Linked DNA regions of Mus musculus: region 2 is linked to region 1. Evidence: chromatin contacts called from public promoter capture Hi-C data. All regions are on one chromosome and are shown on one strand. Each heading gives the region's core, a stretch centred on a gene start, on an enhancer-like site or on the middle of the called end of the contact. The rest is flanking DNA. Distances are from core to core; before and after follow the strand shown.

The links. Promoter capture Hi-C pulls out the DNA fragments that hold promoters and counts their contacts.
Region 2: a promoter capture Hi-C map of liver shows a contact between it and region 1, with 2.5 times the contacts expected there. The contact joins the promoter of 1110028F11Rik here to the promoter of 1700109G15Rik in region 1. A contact is called at or near these places in 2 of 39 promoter capture datasets (the 3T3-L1 cell line and liver).

The regions. Positions count from the first base shown.
Region 1 is chr11:84,716,683-84,722,903 of GRCm38.p6, forward strand. It overlaps 1700109G15Rik (RIKEN cDNA 1700109G15 gene), which reads right to left and starts at 3,750. Exons shown (of 3, transcript NR_046197.1): 1 at 3,704-3,750; 2 at 3,229-3,381; 3 at 294-477.
Region 2 is chr11:87,695,862-87,702,082 of GRCm38.p6, forward strand. 1110028F11Rik (RIKEN cDNA 1110028F11 gene) reads left to right here and starts at 3,663. Exons shown (of 2, transcript NR_045139.1): 1 at 3,663-5,785. The region is part of intron 2 of Rnf43 (ring finger protein 43); the gene reads left to right.

The DNA of each region.
Region 1 (6,221 bases), core at 2,500-4,999:
GTCCTGTTAGTACAAAACATACAAAGAATGCAAAATGCCTCATTAATCCTCTTCTATTGATAACATGTTGAATTGATAATGTCTTAGTTCTATCGAGTTAAATAAAATACATTTTAAAAAAATTATTATTAGCGAGGCAGTAGTGGCTCACACCTTTAATTCCAGTATTTAGGAGGCAAAGGTAGATGGATCTCCAAGTTTGAGACCAGACTTGTCTACAGAATGGGTTCCAGGACAACCAGGGCTACACAGAGAAACCCTATCTCCAAAACAAACAAATAATAATAATTAGTAGTAGTAGTAGTTTTTATTATTGGTATGTGTGCGTGTGCATAAGTACAGACATAAACATGCCAGGGCACATCTGCGGAGGTCAGATGACACCTCTGGGGAGTCAGTTCTCTCTTTCCACCTGTTGAGGCAGGGCCTCTTTTAGTTCTGCTGTGCTGCAGAGGCTACACAGAGTTGAAAGTCAGCCTGAAAGACATAATATCCTGTATGTAAACAAACAAACAAATAAGCAAACAAGCAAACAAATGCATACATCCTAATTAAAACGCATTGTTTGACCTTGGCACACATTTTAGACTGACCCCAGAGGCCCTCACATGTTAAACACACATCTACCTCTGAGCTCCATGCTTAACCCCTTGTTTGTTTTCTCTCTCTTAGAAATCAAACATTTATTTACTTATTTGTTTTGCATTTATTATTCTCTCTGTTTTTATTTGGGAGGAACTGCAGGTGTGCCACGACGCCTGTGTGAAGGTCGGAGTGTAGCTCACAGGAGTCAGCTCTCCTCCCATCATGTGGACCCCAGGGCTCCAACACAGTTGGTCAGGATTGGTGGCAAGGACCTTTTGTTCTTTTAAAAAAAAAACATTTTATTTTATTGTTTATTTTGTGTGCATGTATGTGGACACACACTGGGAAGACACCGTGTGGGAGTTGGTTCTCTTTTTCTACCATATAGGCTCTGGGAATCGAACACAGGTCCTCATGTTTGGCAAGACCTGCTGAGACATCTTGCTGGCCTTTTGTTTGTTTTTTAAATTAAGGATTTAAATGTGTGTCATGCAGAATTGATGGGAATGTTTCAAGACAGGGTTTCTCTGTGTAGCCCTGGCTGTCCTGAAACTCATTCTGTAGACCAGGCTGGCCTTGAACTCAGAAATCCGTCTGTCTAAGCCTCCCAAATGCTGGGATTAAAGGCATGTGCCACCACTGCCCACTGAGATTTTAAATTTTTTTGAAACTGCATATCCTTTCACCTATTACTTCACAAAATTCGAAGTAATTTTCTCCTAAGGAAATAGCCAACAATGTAGACAGGATTTTTTTTTTTTTTTTGAGACAGGGTCTCATTGTATAGCTATGGCTAGCTTGAAACTCACTATATGGACCAGGATGGCCTTGAACTCAGAAATCTGCCTCTGTCTCCTGAGTGCTAGAATCAAAGATGTATGCCACCACGCCTGTTGTGGGAAGATATTTTTCTTTATAATAGTGAAACATATCTAGCAACTAGAGTAATGTTCAAATAATTTTTTACATACCAATTTGATCATGCTAAACATAAAAAATGTGTTTAGGATCTTTAATAACAAAGGTTAATATGCTTTTTATAATGTCCAGTGGGAAAAGCACCCAAGAAAGTATATTTCATGCTATGCTATGAATGGCATGGTACACACATATAGATTTGCATAAAAATGCAAAGATATGCTGCTAAATGTTTTTCTTTGTGTGAGATTATACACAATATACACTTTCGTTACTATTTTCTGTTTTCTACTGTTCTTAATTTAGCATGCATTACTTTTATAATGAGGAAATTAATATTATAAAGACCTTAAACTCTTGGATTCAATAAAAAAATAGGCAAAGCATATTCATGTATGATACAGAAAAACGATGAATACAGCAGAAAAAAAAAGGTCTATAAATATAAAAATCCCCAGTCTCAGTAGTAATCAGGGAAATTAAAATAACAAAGAGATTTTTTACTGATATACCAGTTTAGGAGAGAGAGAGAGAGAGAGAGAGAGAGAGAGAGAGAGAGAGAGAGAGAGAGAATGCAATGTCAAAGAAGTAATGAAATGGAGATCGTCTCTCGTGCTCTGGGGAGAGTCATCTCTGGGGAGGACAGTTAGGCGACAACTGAGAAACTGTTAAAGGCACACTCTCCTCCATTTGGTAATTCATCTTTTAGGTCTGAGCTCACAAGCCTAAGAGGCTTGTACTAGCTTAGGGGAAGCATTGCTCATTGCATGCAATATCAAAATATTAAAAACAAGCCAAACGGACGTGAATTCCGTCAGTGAATCCATTCTGTGGAATACTAGGTGACAGATACAAGAATGGAAGAGAACTGTATTTTCTGGCATAAAATGAGGGAGATGAACTGTCAGACCATTGCAGCAGGATGGTTAATGTTAAGGAAAAAAGTCTCTCTCTATACGTGTACTTATATATGTGGGTTTGGGAAATTTTTACTTCATAGATCTCTGACTGGCGAAGAGAGTGACGGGAGTGGAGGGAGGTGGCAGGGGATTTGTCCTGTGATCCTTCACTATTAAGAGTTTAACTCAGGGCTCAGCGGGTAATGGCACTTGCCACCAAGCCTGATGACCTGATGACCCAGAGCCCACATGGTGGAAGGAAAGAACAGACTCCTACAAGTCGCCCTTTGACCTCCACATGTGAACTGTGTGTGTGTGCGCACACACACACACACACAGGTTAATAAAAAAGAAAGAAAAAAAAACTAAAATAAAAAAGAATTCAAACTAAGAGGAGGCTCTAGTGTTTACTGTGTGTGGTGGTTTTGGGGGGAAAACTGGCCCCCATAAGCTCATAAGAAGTGTCACTATTAGGAGGTGTCTTCTTGTTGGAGTGGGTGTGGCTTTGTTGGAGGAAGTATGTCTCAGTCTCTTCCGGCTACCTTCTGATCCAGATGTAGAACTCTCAGCTCCTTCTCCAGCACCATGTCTGCCAGGGTGCCTCCATGCTCCCACCAGGATGATAATGAACTGAACCTCTGAATCTGTAAGCCAGCCCCAATTAAATGTTTTTTTTTTTCCTTTATAAGAGTTGCCTTGGTCATGGTGCCTCTTCACAGCAATGAAACCCTAACTAAGACACTGTGTAACTTGGAGCAAATTACTTAACTGTTCCAAACTTCAGTTCCCCCATCTATAATACAGAGCTAACAACAACTTTACATACCTCATCAGGTTGCTGAGAAGATGTGCTGAAGTTATATAGTTACTCAGAACTCCCTTTGTTCCGAGTTCAGTACACAGTAGGCCTTCAAATGTCACTTCTCCTTTTACTGTGATTACAATCAGCAACTCCACACATAAATACTCTTGTTAACAGCTGTGCAAAATAATAAATAATGCATGTAAAAGAGTGGACACATAGCCAGTTGGTGGTGCTGCACACCTTTAATCTCAGCACTTAGGAGGCAGAGGCAGGCAGATCTCAGAGTTTGAGACCAGCCTGTTCTTCAGAACTAGTTCTGGGACAGCAAAGGCTACGCAGAGAAACTCAGTCTAGAAAAACAAAGCAAAACAAAACAAAACAGAACAGAACAAGAGCTGATGTGTAAATAGCAAGAGCATCCAACGGGAAGGAAGAGAGGGAGGAAGAGAGGGAGGAAGGAAGTAGGGGCTAATGTTGCTCAAGTTGGTACTGGTACCTTCTCCTATAACCACTCTGAACCCTCTGAAGTATCTGGTCTCCCCTAAGTGGGCTCCACCTTTCTCAAAGGCGATGACAATACCCTCTGTGACCAATGAGAGTCCCTCCCCAGGGCCCAGAACAGAGTAATTGCTCAGAGTTCTGCCATATTGCATCACAGTTTGTAGAATGCTTGCTTACCATACACAAAGCCCTGAGTTTGATCCCCAGAATGCACCATATAAACCAGATGTGGTAGTGCACATTTATAATCTCAGCACTCAGAAGGTGGAGGCAGAAGAACCAGAAGATCATGAGTGTCCTCAGAAACATATGAAGTTTGAGGCTAACCTGGAATACATGAGACTCTGTCCAAAAAAGAAAAAGAAAGAGAGAGGAAGAAGAAGAGGAAGGAGGAGGAGGAAGAAGAGGAGGAGGAGAAGAAAGGAGGAGGAGGAGGAGGAGGAGGTGGAGGAGGAGGAGGAGGAGGAGGAGGAGGAGGAGGAGAAGGAGGAGAGGGCTAGAGAGATGGCTTAGCAGTTAAGAGCACTGACTGTTCTTCCAAAGGTCCTGAGTTCAAATCCCAGCAACCACATGGTGGCTCACAACCATCTGTAATGGGATCCGATGCCCTTTTCTGGGGTGTCTGAAGACAGCTACAGTGTACTAACATATAATAAATCAATAAAAAAAATTTTTTGAAAAGAAAAAAAAAAGAAGTAGAAGTAGAAGAGGAGGAGAAGAGCTCTTGAGTGTCATGAATCCCAATATCCAAACCTTGGCTCTTTCTTCCCAGCTGATCTCAGGCTGGGACATCATCCACTGAAACCTCTGAGCCTTAGCTTCCTTACTAGTCTGATAGTCTGATAGTACTTATGAACCTCATAAGGACATTGACAAGATCAAACAAGGCAGCATGTGGGAACACCAGACTCCAGTAGAGTTGTTCAATAGAGTTGACTCCTGGATGGGCCTCCCCCTGCTGGCGTAACAGAGATGGCAATGGAAAATGCCCACTGAGTCTTGCTGTCTAACCTACCCATGCTTGTCAGATACTGCCCTAAGAATCTTACATGTACCACATTTTTATCCTTTATAATCTTATTTGTTTCTTTCCCCCATGTAATTAGCCTTAATTCACAGATGGGGAAACTGAGTCTGAAAGCAGGGAAGAAACGCTCCTAAGGTCACAGAGCAGGAAATAGCAAACCAAGGACATGAGGCCAGACCTGTCTTATTCTTGAACACAAGCTGGTCATTGTTCTCCTTGGAGCAGCATGAAAGTGTGTGTGTGCGTGCGCGTGCGCATGTGTGTGTGTGTGTGTGTGTGTGTGCGCACTCCGTATCATCTATGAACAAAGTGCACGGGTGTGCAAGGCCTCAGATTTCCCCCTTCCCAAACACACACACTTAACTTTGTCAAATAAAAGAAAAGGGGGGACATTACACGGTAGTCCTGGGCAGAACTGAGGCCCTGAACTTGTGCTGGGCTCCTGGTTCAGCCGGGATAACCCTTGTCCTGTCTTGGTGTACTTGGTGGTAGAACGCTTCTATAGGGCCCTGGGTTCAATCCCCAGCGTCACACAAGTGCATACACATATGTCCATGGGGTTTTAAAACATACACCCACTATGTCTTTACCATCAAAAAGTATTTCTACTTTTCTGTACTATAAGGATTTCTGTTCTTAAAAGCACACACACATGCACATATGTGCAGAACCATACAAAACAAAACTAAAATTTCCAAAGGGATTCACCATTTAGGTGCCTAGGCCAGCGAGAAGACACCCCTGTGCTGCCCTCTTGGGGCCAGCAGCAGATGACAGGGTGGGGGCAGGATGCTGGAAACCGAAAGCCCCAGAGTAACCTAAGCAACATTTACCCTCTTCAGACTTGGAGCTCATCTAGGCCTGGCGATCACCCAGTGGCACACAGAGTGCCCTGTCTCCTCCTGGGCTTTTTATGGGGGTAGGTGATAGATATTCTCTCTCTCTCTCTCTCTCTCTCTCTCTCCACCCCCCAAGTTCTAGGTAGAGGACATTGACAGAGAAGAGAAGTCAGAGACAGCAGAACCCACTCGCCATTCCCCTTCTTTGCTGCCAGAAGCTGTGCTTTGTGAATGGGCACAGGGGTCTCCTTGAGGATAGGATACATGAGGACAAACCCAGATCACATGCCCACATGCCCACAAGGCTGCATGCTCACCCACTGGGGATGTGCCAAAAGACATTGGCCAGTGCTCCTCCCCAGGTGACTCTGTGGGTTTTCTCCTCCAGCCCAAGACCCTGAGTTCCTTTTCAGACAATAAGGAGTAGTCCGATGATAAAGATGCAGCTAGCCCTGGAAAGCTTCGTGCCCAGGGGTGTCACCGGGGATGTGTGGTGTTGAACTGGAGCCAGAGAGAAAGACCACGCTGTTCCTTTCTTACCTAATCAAACCTCCCAGCACTGACAGAGGTGAACTGGGGGTGGAGAGCTCTGCCTCGCCATTATCTCTGCTCCTGTGGCACCTTCTGCTTCCCCCCTCCCTCCATCC
Region 2 (6,221 bases), core at 2,413-4,912, 3.0 Mb after region 1:
ACTGTTTCCTTGGCATGAGTCATGCATGATCTCTGTTCCTGAGAATCTTTCTGCCTCCTCTCCACTTAGATCCTTGAGCCCTGAAGGGAGGGAGGGAGGGAGGGAGAGAGGGAGGGAGAGAGGGAGGGAGAGAGGGAGGGAGGGAGGGAGGGAGGGAGGGAGGGAGGGAGGGAGGGAGGGAGGGAGAGGTTGATTTAATGAAGACATCCATTTAGGATGGAGCGCTCCAAAATCTCTCACTTTCCACACATTCAGACCCTGGCTCTTCATATTCAAGTTGCCTTCACAGTGTTGACCCTACCCCAGCTCTCCAAACATTTTTAAATTATTTATTTTTACTATTACTACTGTGTGTGTGAGTGTAGACATGCATGTACCATGGCAAGTGTGTGGAGGTCAGAGGACAGCCTTGGGGAGACTTCTTCCACTTGGGCACTCTGGGGACCAGGCTCGGGTTATCTGGCCTACATGGCAAATAGCTTTACCTACTGAGCCCCCTCAGTGGCCTAGCTAAGACGCTCTCAGAGCTGCTTTTCTTTTCAAACGAAGACTTGTGAGAAACAGATTAAAAGGCACTTTCCTCTGGCCTAGCCCTCTGTTTCTTCTCAAGACTAAAGCTAAGGTGTTCCAAAAATAAAAAATAAAAAAATAATCCACTTGAAAGTTGTCAATAGACCAGAGCCAGTTTTTTTTTTAAAATATGGCTATTTTTCTCCTATCCAAACCCTTCCCTCTTTGAGAGCTATTTGAAGACCCTCACAATCCTGCAAAGCCTATTGGCTGTACCACAGATTGTAGTGCTAGATAATATACCCTTTGGCATCATCATTGGCCTTGTGTAAGCCATGTGTGTTCTGGCCTCAAGGAGACTGAGGGCAACCCAGCACAATTTAGGAAGAAAGTAGTTGCTCATCAAATACTTGCCAACTTTGTAATGGGACACATTTCAGAACCATTCTGATGCGTCCACAGGGAATGTCTCTATGCGTGTCTGTCCGTCTCTACCGGCTCCATGGTCACATCAAGAGATTCCCTGCATCTTAACAAGGAACACTGGGTACCATTTGATCCTTCCTCCTTACAGAGGGCTTGGAGGGAAGCTTAGGGACTGTTATTGTGGGAAGAAAAACAGCTCCAGACACAGGTCTGATAATGCCCAGGCTTAGCATCGGCTGAGCGACAGACAGTGGTTAGTGATTTGGCTAGGAGGGGGGACTCAACCTTTGAAGTATTCCAGGTGGGTGTTGACTGAGCTACCAGCTATGCTGCTGTTCCCGAGGTCAGCCTGCCCGAGGGGAGAAGCGAGGCCAGGTGACTGGGTGCCGCTCTTGCACCCTAAGAATCCATTTACGAGCTTGAACACAGGAGTACCCGCCCGGACAGAGAACAAACAGTAAGAAAGAAGAGCAGAGGAAAGCGCCCCTCGGTGCAGTCACTGTGTCAACAGAAATCACAGATAAGGTGGCTTTTATGAAGCAGGGATGTAGTGTGTGGGGAGAGCCCATGCACCTGGGGTTGGTGATTCAGAAACTTGGTGCCAGATTATATGGCTCTCTGAGAGCGCCTTATGTTCCAGCCACCCTATGATAGCTGATGTCATATAATTACCCACTTGTTAACTGGGCCAAGAGGAAAGTATTGGAAGACAGCCAGAGGAAGGTAGAAGCACTGTCAGAACCCATGAAACACATGGCTGCTAGAACCTCCTTTTCTGCATGGGTGGAGTCGCTGTCAGCCTAATGGAGATTGATTCCTAGGACAGACGACCTGCGATTTGTCCTGCCCATTTCTATGACAAATACGGTCTCACTTAAATGTATTCAAGTGGGGGCGGGGGAGACGCAGGAGAGATGGTTCAACGCACTTGTTGCTCCTGTAGCGGACAGGGTTCAGTTCCCCAAACCCACACGGTCGTTCATAACCATCCGAACTCCAGTTCAAGGGGACCTGATGCCCTCTTCTGACCTCCATGGGCACCAGGCACATACATAGTATGCATACATATATGCAATCAAGACACTCATACACATTGTCATTCTAAAAATAATGTTTCGTGTGTTCAAATGGAGCTTGGCAGCCAGCTCAGTTGGGAAAGCGACTTCCCACACAAGCATAAGAACCCAAGCGTGGATCCCAGCACCCAGCTGGAAAGCTGGACGCAGCTGCATACAGCTAGGTCGTCAGCACTGGGAGGTGAGGCCAGAGTTGAGAGGTAAATTCTTGGAGCTCACTGACCAGTGATCAGGTTCTAGATTCAGGTTCAGGGAGAGATGTTATCTCAAAAATAAAGTGGTAAGTAACCAAGGAAGATTCTCAACATTGACCTTCGGCCTTGACATGCAAAGTAAAGTAGAATAAAATAAAAGTGAAGGTATGCAAATAGACTTCTGTGGCTTCGCCCAATAACCAACTTATTGCATCTTAAGTGGGAGCAAGGTCTGGACCATTCCTGTTGGCTGACGTAGCACTGGATTGAGTTCCAGACTCACTTAGCTTCTCTTTCAATTGTTTGCTATTTTAAAAAGTGCTTAGTGGGTAATTCAAGCAAACACACTCTTGGGAGACCAAAAGCTCAGGCTTTTAATATCAATAAAGCATTCATTTATTGATCATTATGTTAGGACACTGCTGCGTGAGATATGAAGACAAGCCTCCCCTGGAGTGATACTCTCATGAAATAAAGCAGAAAGGAAAAAAAGATAGTATATAATAGTTTAAAAGGACACAAGACATTTGGGGCATTTCTGAGATTCCCCATGAAAGAAGCAGTGCATACATGTGTATACACTTGAAGGCTTAGTGGGGCTTGCATAGGTCATATTCCAACAGAGTGTGAGAACTGTCAGACCATTTGTTTTGGACAAGAGGTACACTCAGGAAAGAAACAGGGATGACACCAAGGAGACAAACAGAAGTCATACTTTGTAGCCATACTGTGTGTGGAAATAGCTAGTGCCTTAAATATGGGACCATTTCTACAGTGAGCTTTTTGGATACTGTTCTCTTTTAAAATTTATTATTATTATTAATTTATTTATTTATTGTGAAATGAGCCAATTCAAGCCAAATCAGATTATATTAAATGCAGGTTTATTGGGAAGCTGCTCTCAGGAGGGTTCTCTGGCCCCGAGGACAAAGACCAGAGAAGTCACCATGGGAAAGGAGAGAGAGAGAAGTGGAAAGAGAAATCGAGAAAGAGAACTCTCAGAGAGAGGGAGAGGAGGAGAGGGAGAAGGGAAAGAAAGAGAGGCCCAAAATGTCTGGATTATATAGGGAAGAACAGCTGGGGGAAGGACAGCCAGCCCCTGGGCTGGAAAGTTCAGGGTTGGGAGCAGGATATGCCAGCTAGGGACTGAAGGATGCAGGAAGAACCCGGAGGCTCCAGGTCTGCTTTGATGCCTGAAATCTGCACCTCCGTCCCTTGTTCCAGGGTCTGAAACCAAACAGTTATTGTTACTGTTTTATTTTATTATTGTTGTTATGATAATAATAACTATTATTATTATTATTGTTGTCGTTCATGTTGTTATTGTTACTATTATTATTATTATTAGCAGGCCAGGAACTCACTCTGTAGACCAGTCTGGCCTTGAACTCACAGAGTTCCACCTGCCTCTGCCTCTTCAGTGCTGGGATTAAAGGCATGCGCCACCATACCTAACCGATGAACTTTATTTTTAGTTGTGTATGTGTACCTGTACTTGGGTGCACACATGTGAGTGTGGATGCCCTTGAGACCAGAGGCACCACATCTCCCTGGAGCTGTAATTACAGGCAGTGTGAGCCTCCCAGCACAGCACTAGGAACTTAACTCAGATTCTCTGCAAAAGCAATACACACTTCTTAACTGCTTAGGACATCTCTCTGGGCCTACTCCCCCCCCCCTCTTTTTTTTTGATAGAGATTCAGATAGGGAAGATCCATCACATCTTAGAAGTGCCAGAGTTGAAATGCAAAACCAAGTTTACTGCTTCCGGGGGCTGTACAGCAAACCTCGAGTTGATAGGCCAAGGTCTGAACTTAGTTCAGAAGATTGTTCATATCTGGACAGAGCAACGATGGAGCTAGAGTATTTAGTTTAGGAAGATTGTTCGTACAGTGAAACAGAGACTGTTAGAAGGTTGAGAGACTGGCTGGAGCCTCTGACTCTAGGGACAGAAAGGGTAGTTCTCCAAGACTAGTGATTAGATACAGGAAGGATTCATATCGGCTCTGGGTGCTCAGTCTGCGTCTCCAGGGAAAGGGTGGAGACACTAACAAAGGTAAGTCAGACAAGAAGGGTTATTGACTTAGGGTGGCGTGCTGGGAGGAGGTGATGCTTAAACCTGAGTTCGGGGGTACCATTAAGACAACAAATGACGTCTAGTGGGCCTATGGAACCACAGGCCAGATTGCCCTTAGAGACCTGATGTAGCAATCATCTGGAAACACTAGAGTGTATGGGAACTCCTGAAGAGAGTGCCTACTAGAGATGAGCGCGCATTTCCTCAGGAAGTGTGGGTGTATTTCCATGAGAGGCAAAGGAAAGGAAGAAAGAAAGAGGAAAACATAACAAAGAGAGGGTAGTCAGAAGAGCAGCACCAGCCCAGCCACTTGTCACAGACAGCGAGAAGGATCCAGACAGAGTCCAGGCTCAGAGTCACCAAGGGACACATCTCTGCAATTAGTGTTGGTCTCTTTCTCAAGAAACAATGGATGGACACCATTATGTTCAGACACTTTTTTTCCCTCTGTTCTCAGCTCTGTTTATGGAGGCAATGAGTCAGTCAAGAGGGCCGTTTTCCTAGTAAAGATGCGTTTAGTTACCATACTCTTAATTTGCACTCGTGAGAAACTCTCAATTTTATTGCCAACAAATTAAAGTAAAAATGCACAGGCTTTTATCACATCACTGGAGAGCAGTTGATTGGCCTTTGGGTCTCTCCCACTCCTCCAAGAAAACTCTTGTAAAGTTCTTGGCTCTTTCACTCTGTGCTTCCCTGTGTGGTCTACCAAGCACCCTTAGCTTGAATCTATGAAGTCAATGGGCAGGATCCAGTCACAAGCTCAGAGCTCACTGTGTTGTCTCTTCAGTCTTGAGATAACCTTTTCGAAGTGGGTGGCGCTAATGAGAAGAGAATAAAATAGCTAATGGGGGATTATAAAGTACTTTGCAAATATAAAGACAACATCAAAGCTAAATAATAATCTTAATTTAGGGTAAAGAGTTCTATTAGCAGAGAGAAACATAAAGAAGGACAAAGGGTAGTGGCGCTTTGTACCTGAGTAACTGTGCAGATCAAAAGTGCCGTATTGATCGCCATTGCCCTGTGAACTCTCCAACCTAAGAATTTGGCTCCCCTCCCTGACTCTCAAAGGACCTCTACCCACTCAGTATGCCCATGGCGTTTCTCTGAGTCTCCTGACCAATGTCAACAGGAACTTCTGTTTGGGGCCAGCTTGATAACTGAGTAGAGTCCTCTTCCGGTTACTGGTTACCAGCTCTTGGTTATCTTCTCAGTATCTCTTAACTATCTGTGCCTGGCAAGAAAATAGAGAGGCTTGAGCAATTAGGAAACAACAGAGAGCTCAGAGTCCACAAAACAAACAAGTTAAGGGATGCTTGGAATATTTGCACATACATGTGCCTTCCGCATGAGGTCACATATAGACACCCTCCAGGCTGGGTGGGCTGCAGGCCCTTGGGAAGCAGAAACAGAGGCTGGCAGTGATGATCATGGGCTTCATGCGTATCAACTTTTTTGAGTATAAAGGAAAGAGAAAGAAATTAATTCATCTCTCACAGGTAAGCAAAAAAGACTCCCTTGGGTGAAAAAATTCGGAATAGTGCAGGGACTGAACTGAAGTTCCCAGAACTTCTCCGTGCAGACCACTGGGCTTGGTTGTCATAAAATTTTAGTAGGGATTGGAGTTCACCCAAGACGCTCAGCCAGCTAAAGCTAAAGTCTGTCCCTGTGGGAAGCAAGAGCTTCTTTGGGGCGATGTTAAAGGGATGTTTTCTAAACTGATTTAATAGTATTTAAGTGACTTCTCCCTCAAGATAGCTTTCGGGTCAAATCTGGAGATGTCTCTTCAGGGCCCCAAATGACAAGAGAGTGCTTCCAAAGCGGTGGACAGAGACCAAATTAGTCTAGGCATGCGTTCCACATTCCTCTAATCTCAAAGTGGACCTCTTCCTCCGTGAATTTGCATTTCCTGTGCTATTAGCGTGTGGCTTTAAG